Regions from separate parts of the Mus musculus genome. Here region 2 is linked to region 1. The links are chromatin contacts, called in public Hi-C maps. All regions are on one chromosome and are shown on one strand. Each heading gives the region's core, a stretch centred on a gene start, on an enhancer-like site or on the middle of the called end of the contact. The rest is flanking DNA. Distances are from core to core; before and after follow the strand shown.

The links. A called contact is a pair of places that touch in the nucleus more often than the background predicts.
Region 2: a Hi-C map of cortical neurons shows a contact between it and region 1, with 2.5 times the contacts expected there. The contact joins two enhancer-like sites. A contact is called at or near these places in 1 of 39 promoter capture datasets (cranial neural crest), 1 of 15 datasets of contacts at CTCF or cohesin (large pre-B cells), 5 of 484 Hi-C or Micro-C datasets (bone marrow-derived macrophages, cerebral cortex, cortical neurons and 2 more), 8 of 115 datasets of contacts at active chromatin or transcription factors (bone marrow-derived macrophages, craniofacial prominence, embryonic basal ganglia and 5 more) and 1 of 9 other capture datasets (embryonic tail).

The regions. Positions count from the first base shown.
Region 1 is chr3:52,005,795-52,009,432 of GRCm38.p6, reverse strand. The region is part of intron 1 of Maml3 (mastermind like transcriptional coactivator 3); the gene reads left to right. Among named protein-coding and RNA genes, the nearest start is that of Maml3, 97 kb to the left of the region's middle. Within about 2 kb of position 1,567, at least 184 of the 459 cell types and tissues checked have an H3K27ac peak or open chromatin away from gene starts, as enhancers often do. A contact at or near this core is called in cortical neurons and granulocyte-monocyte progenitors, where this site is marked.
Region 2 is chr3:51,726,833-51,730,470 of GRCm38.p6, reverse strand. All of the region lies in intron 2 of Maml3 (mastermind like transcriptional coactivator 3), which reads left to right. Among named protein-coding and RNA genes, the nearest start is that of Gm46803, 21 kb to the right of the region's middle. Within about 2 kb of position 1,655, at least 69 of the 459 cell types and tissues checked have an H3K27ac peak or open chromatin away from gene starts, as enhancers often do. A contact at or near this core is called in cortical neurons and granulocyte-monocyte progenitors, where this site is marked.

The DNA.
Region 1 (3,638 bases), core at 318-2,817:
CCAGTTGACACCAGGGGAAGACCCATGTTGACTAACTACATTCCCCTCTAAGAAATAAAAGGAGGTACTTTGTCATCTGTGGTTTGGAGTCTAAGACCGGGTCTTGGATGTTGTGGGATGGATTGGGGTTTATTGGATATAGAAGTTAGGGGGTCTTTATAGAGCATGGTAGGGGGGTCTAGAACAGGGGGAAGGGGAGGTTATGTACTCTGAGGGGATATGAATGAGCTGGATGCTTTTCCTTATTATCACTGGCACAACGTCTGCTACAGGCAGGCAGGGAGACCTTCAGAGCTCATCCCAGCCTCCTCAAAATACCTCTTGAATCACAGAAGCAGCAAAGAGAAACCCAAAATCTCCCCCTACACACATACATACACACACCACATCACACACTACACACATACATACACACACCACATCACACACTACACACATACATACTCATACACACACCACACCACACCACACCACATCACACACTACACACATACATACACACACCACATCACACACTACACACATACATACTCATATACACACCACACCACACCACATCACACACTACACACATACATACACACACCACATCACACACTACACACATACATACTCATACACACACCACACCACACCACATCACACACTACACACATACATACACACACCACATCACACACTACACACATACATACTCATATACACACCACACCACACCACATCACACACTACACACATACATACACACACCACATCACACACTACACACATACATACTCATACACACACCACACCACACCACATCACACACTACACACATACATACATACACACACCACATCACACACTACACACATACATACTCATATACACACCACACCACACCACATCACACACTACACACATACATACTCATACACACACCACATCACACACACAGCCCAGGTCTTGTCTGTCTGTCTCTCTCTCTCTCTCACACACACACACACACACACAGCACAGCACACTTTACAGGATTGTCTTTCTCTTTTGCCATTTTCTACTCCAAAGGGCTAATTGTTGGCCACTATGATGGAATTTAGCACTTAGAAACAGCTACTGTGTTGATTAATTAAAAAAAAGAAAAGAAAAAGAAAAAAGAAAGAAAAAGAAAAGGAAGAAAGCCATGATTCCTACCTAGCCAATTGCCTTTTCAAGCACACCCAATTTTACTTGTCTTTTCTAGTAATACCCTAATGTGAGAATAAGACTGACTGAACTCACTGAGAGTTGTAGATTCACCCCTACCTCCCAGATAACCATCTTTCCATCCACCTCCCTTGCAGCACAGTAGAGTGTCCCTTAAAACAAAAACTATGTGTAGACCACCTAGGGTGATACAGACATGCTCATGGGACAGAGCTCGTGTCCGGTTTTTGCCTGGCTGGCTGTCTTTATCAGCCTGATGAAGCCTTGTTCTTGGGAGTACAATATGTTAAGCTAGATTGCTCTTTCTTCTCCCCTTCTGTCTCCCTTTTAAAGCATCGCACACTCCCTGGGCCAGGTGGCGTTGCTTCCTGCCTCCGCTGCTCGCTGCTCGCTGTTGCTAAGCGAGAGGCACCCGCTCGCACATGATGCTGAACCAATAGCGTCCTGACCCCCATTGGCTGGTAAAAGCCAAAGAAAGAGAATCCCACCGCGCCGCCTGTGACCGGTGGGTCCTCCTCCCCCTCCCACCTTTTCTCTTCCGACAGGAAGGGGCGGTGGCGGTGAGGGCGATGGGAGGAGGAAGGGGGAAGAAAGGATGGGGGAGGCGAATCCTACCACGTTCTGCCTTACTTGGGATAAATGCCATTTTTTTCTTCCTTTGTGAAGCAAAGGAACAGTGGCTTCCCCATGCAGATGCGCTTCTTCCCGTCCCGAAACTACCCCTGCTGTCAAAGCCCATAGTCGGAAAGAGCGGGTTGTTGACCTGCAGACCTGTGCTTTCTCTCTCTCTCTCTCTCTCTCTCTCTCTCTCTCTCTCTCTCTCTCTCTCTCTCTCTCTCTCTCTCTCTCTCTCTCGGAATAGGGCCAAGCAGTTAAGGTCCTCAGTTTTGGAGGCCCTGGGACCGTTCTGTCCTTTCTTCCTCCTCTTCACCCCTCTCCTTTCCTTTCTGTCTCACAATATCTTTTTTCCCAGAATGCAATTCATTGGAGTGTTAAAAATTAGCAGAGGGTGTTTTTACATCTTGTGAGGACACCGGCAGAACATTGGTGAGGGGGGGGGTGGTGGTGAAGGAAGCGGTATCCGTACAAAAGTCATTTTTAAAACTCCCCCATTAGGATTCTTAGTCCTTGGCAAATTCTAGTAAAGAACAAAATGGAAATGACAGGCGATCTTGACTGGCAAACTGCCAGTGTAGACAGCCAGTGGTAGGTTTGAGATTATATAGAGGAAATGACCTTTCTCCTATAATTACCTGGATATTTTGAGAAACATCGGACCCGAGTTACCTGGATAATTATAGCTTTGCAGATCTGACCTCGGGACAACACAGATTTCATGGAGAATGCTCTCTTTGGTGATGAAGGTGAGAGGCACCACTGCTTTTGCAGCCCAGGAACAAGACGCCCTCCTGTGTGCGCTGATAACTGCAAGTGTCCCCTGGCCTTTAGCAGACAGCATTAGGTTTCTTCTACCCTCTTCCTGGATTTGCCATTGGGGTGCACAGTCAAAAGGATGAAACCTGTTCCATTCCTCACTCGGGATCCCACAGAATAAAAGATCCTTCTCCCTCCCCATCTGCCTTTCCCAGCCTTTACACGGATTCTTGGTTTTTTTGTTTGAACCAGAGCTAAATGGCTTTTATAGGAGGAAGCACAGCTAAGGCTAGATTAAGCCGAAGGGATCACACGGGGAAATGTTTACAAAGGTTGAGGAACTCCAATGTTTCCCTTTTAGTCTGAAGAGCAAAGGTAGCCAGTGCTGCCTGCAGCCTTTGCAACATTTAGACAAGATTCGGAACCAGTCTTGATTCGGAACCAGTCTTGTTCTCCCTGCTTCTGGTTTCATCTGGGTTAAACCAGAGGCGTGCACACATTATGGTGTGTCGGGTTCATGCAATGCCTTTGTCATCTACTGGGTCTAAAGTAAAACTCCTAAAATGGGCTAAGAAGTAAAAAGGAGAAAGAGGAGGAGAAGGAGGAGGAAGGAAGGAAGGAAGGAAGGAAGGAAGGAAGGAAGGAAGGAAGGAAGGAAGGAAGGAAGGAAGACCAGAGAGTTCTGTACACTTGACTCTTCCTTCAGCAAGCTCAACTCAGCTTTGATATATTTACCCACCTCCCCCCTTATCCAGAGCAGAGTTGGGAGCCAGGCCCTGACTTCATTATTGAGATGCAGGCGCCATGCTCCAGCCAAGGGAACCTGCCAGGACCTGCTCTGCTTCTTCTCTTCTTCTCGTTGAGAATTCTCTCCTTTCAATCCTGGTTTCACACCCACCTCCTAACAACACAGCTGGCCAAAGGCAAATCCCTCTAAGTCCTTAGGTGTCCTGCCTCAGATTCACACATGTGACTCTAACAGCCCGTGTAGGTGCTGGGTGTGATGTGTCTTGAAGGACTCTTCTGCGTGCCTGATACGTGCTCTGCTTTGCCAGCTCTGCCCTCCTTCCACACTG
Region 2 (3,638 bases), core at 406-2,905, 280 kb after region 1:
CTTCCACTTGGCCCTTCTACACCTCCCAATACCAACATAAGCTACCTTTCAACATATGGGCTTTGGGGGGGGGGCAATGAAAAACTTAAATATTGTAACTGTCAAAGGACTTCGAAGTAGAAAAACAACAACCTTTGCCACTTGCTACATTTGTAAAAAGCAAACAAGCAGATTTGTATTGAAGTGGGCTACCCTAAAACATTTTAGAATGCTGGAAATTTAATTATTTCCTTGACCTTTAGTCTGTGTGGCATTTCTTTAAATGCCCCCACAATTTGTACGTTCACACCTAGTCAAGCCAAATTCAGGGTAATTGGTGCCATGTTGTAAAATGTTAAGACTCCAGTCACAGGTTTTTTTGTTTTGTTTTTTATTATTACTATTTTAAAGACTATTTAATGAGGTGGTAGGATAGCTCATCAGGTTACGGCACTGCTTGCTCTTCCAGAGGACCCAGGTTTGATTTCTCCCACCCCCATGGCAACTAACAATTGAGACTCTAGTGCCAAGGCACACAGGCACTGTGTTCACCCTTTGTGTGTACATGCATACAGGCAAACAAAGAGACACACACAAATAAGTAAAATCTCAAAAAAAAAAAAAAAGTAAAGGCTATTTAACAACTATAACCGTGCAGAAAGGGAGCCAGGAAAAGATATCTTTGTGATTCCCCTCATCTCACACATTAAGTAATTTCACTTTCTCATATGCAGTCCCAGAGGGAGGCAGTGTGTATGACTCTGAGCGCATGTGTCACGGGTACTGTCATGGCAACGTTACAGGTTTTTAACCTGGTTTCGGTAGAATCTGTTGCGAGGGAAAGGAACCAGATAAACTAAATGATAATCCCCTTAGTTAAATGGACACCGAGCAGACGCTTTTAGAAAGGCCTGCTTCGGAGAAGGTGGGCCCCTCTCCTCCCAGCCTGCAGGACCAGTCCCAGTGTGAGCAATGGCAACAGCCAGGCCCAGCCCTGCTGTGAGCTTAGGCACGCAGGAGTGTAGCCCAGCAAAGATGGTGAAGAGTCTAGCTGAGGTGAAAAGCAAGCAGTTCCTGCAGCCTCCACACAGAGCCAGTATGCTCGGTGCTCTCTGCTGCCCCCCACCCCACCTTTGACCAAAATAAATAAATAAATAAATAAATAAAGCCCAGTAACTATGGCAACAGCAGCATCCCTCAAACCCAGATGGTGCTTCTGCATGCCCTGGTCCCTCCATCACCACAAGAAAGGTTCAGGGCTACCATGGTGTTCTTTGTCAGCTCTACTATGCACAACAACCAAAATAACAATTGGTTTTGTGTCCCGTGGGACCGAGGGGGGCGGGCAGGGGCATAGAAGCCATAGGGCAACTTCAAGTGTCATTTTTTTCCTCAGGCACAGTCTACCTTGCTTTGTCGTCGTTGTTTGTTTATTTGAGTGAGGGTCTCTCCACTGACCTTGGGCTCACCTCTTAGACTGGGCTGGCTGCCCATCAAACCCTCGGGATCCACCTATCCCTGCCTCCCTGTTGCTGGGATTATAAATGCATACCACTATTCTCGGCTTTTTCAGGTGGCGTCTGGGCGTCGAATGTGGGTCCCCATGCTTTTACAGTAGGTACTATATCCCCAGCCCAAAAGTGACAACCAGGAGAAAAAGAAACAAAGTCTTCGATTGCAGGGTGCAAGTTGCAAAGTTAAGTTGTCCCTGGATCCGCAGATCATCCTGTGGCCTGCTCCGCACGTGTGCACGCACACACACACACACACACACACACACACACACACACACACACCTTTTTCCATGCCGTTGAGCACGCCGTTCATATGCATGGGGTGGGGGGTGGGAGGGTGGGAGGCGCACTTTGCAGCGGAGCATGAGTGAGCAGGGTGTGGGGCTGCTGATAAGGGAAAGCCAGCTAAAGGATGTCTAAAAATAACCAGTTCCTGACCAGGATGGAGCAGGCAGAAGCATCACTCGTCAGCAGGACTGGTGTGAAGTCCTGTGCAGTGCGACCATTTCTGTCTTGTGTTATTAAAAAAAAATAATCTATTGATTACTGGGACTTCGGGCGATTCATTTTACGGAAGCTGCTTGTATTTAGAAAGTGCCCTATCTAGGAAATTACTCCCTAAGCTTTGGCCGGGGTTTCTAGCACCCTTCATGGGACCTCAGGACCCATCCTCCACCCTTCATCTGTCCTTGTTAGGTGAGGGAGGAAAGGCTCCTATTGGCTCAGTATTATTTTAGCAACAGAAGCTTCTCCTGCGACTATTTTTAGCATATCAGGTGTGCTCCGCCTGCCACGAACCTGGTGTATTTGAGTGTTTAATTCAGCGGCCTCTCTCATTTGAAAGGAAGCCTGTTCCAGCCCTCTGCCCACCATCGAGCCACTTTACAGCTGCTCATAAATTTCCAAACATGCAGAGATATCTTTAGCTGTGACTCCAGATACTTCCTGTTGGGCTTCAAGATGCAGCCCTACGGCGTGGGACACTAAATATACCCTCTTGGTCCAGCACCCAGTCACATCAACAGGATTTGGGTTTTGTTTTTGTTTTTAGCTAATGCTGAACAGTTTTTGTTTGTTTGTTTCAGTTAGATGAAGCAATTTTACTTTAGAGATTGAAGTCATTTCCCTTACCCTCAAGTTTTTCACACTTAACCTTCCATTTCCTCTTTAGACCCCAGAACTGACCAAAGGTCTGGTGTGGGCCCAGCGTATTTTAATGCCATATACATTTTAGACTGTACTGTTAAACAGATGGCCCAGCGATTGCCAGCTCTGAACAGCCACCTCATTCATTGCAAGCTGTTCTTTGGCTTTTCTGCATCCTTAGTCACAGGGAGACACCCCAAGATCGTCTTCTAGGACTTGAACTAAAAGAAAAATGTTCAGGCTCTCTCTAGGCCTTATCCTGTGGTAGGAGAAATCTCTCCCAGATTACAGTCATCCCTGATAAAGTCCTTGGATGCTCAGAGAAAGACCTGTCACCCCTGAATTTTCAGAGCAAGGCCAAACTCTCTGGTTTTTTGTTTTGTTTTGTTTTGTTTCTTGGTTTTTTTTTTGTTTTGTTTTGTTTTGTTTTTTTTCAGGACAGGGTTTCTCTGTGTAACCCTGGCTGTCCTGGAACTTACTTTCTAGACCAGGCAGGCCTTGAACCCACAGAGATCCTCCTGCCTCTCCATCCTGAGTGCTGGAATTAAAAGCATACACTACCAGACCAGGCCTGGCCAAGCCTCAAATTAAAAAGGAAAGGGACAGGAGACGAGGCCAGAGCACTGTGAGACACTGCTTGCCTTGCATGCATGAGGCCCTGAGTTCGATTTCCAGCAACAACCTCCCCCCCCCCCAAAAAAAAGTCTATTAAAGCAAGTGCAGACACAAAGGTAAAAATTAAACAAGAAAGGCAAATGAACAGTAATGATGATGGCTTTCACCTCTCCAAGCTTATCAAGCACAGGGCTCGCTCTAAGGACTCTCCCTTTAGTTTCAGGAACCTAGTGAGGTTGGACCTTTTCTATTCCTTCACAGTTGCTTTTCAAGCCCAGACTAGAAAAAGCAGCAGAGCTGTGAGCTAGATAAACAGGGTGCATGCGTTCACGAAGCGCAACCGTACACGGTAACTGCTGTGATGTGGATAAATGTGGCATGCAC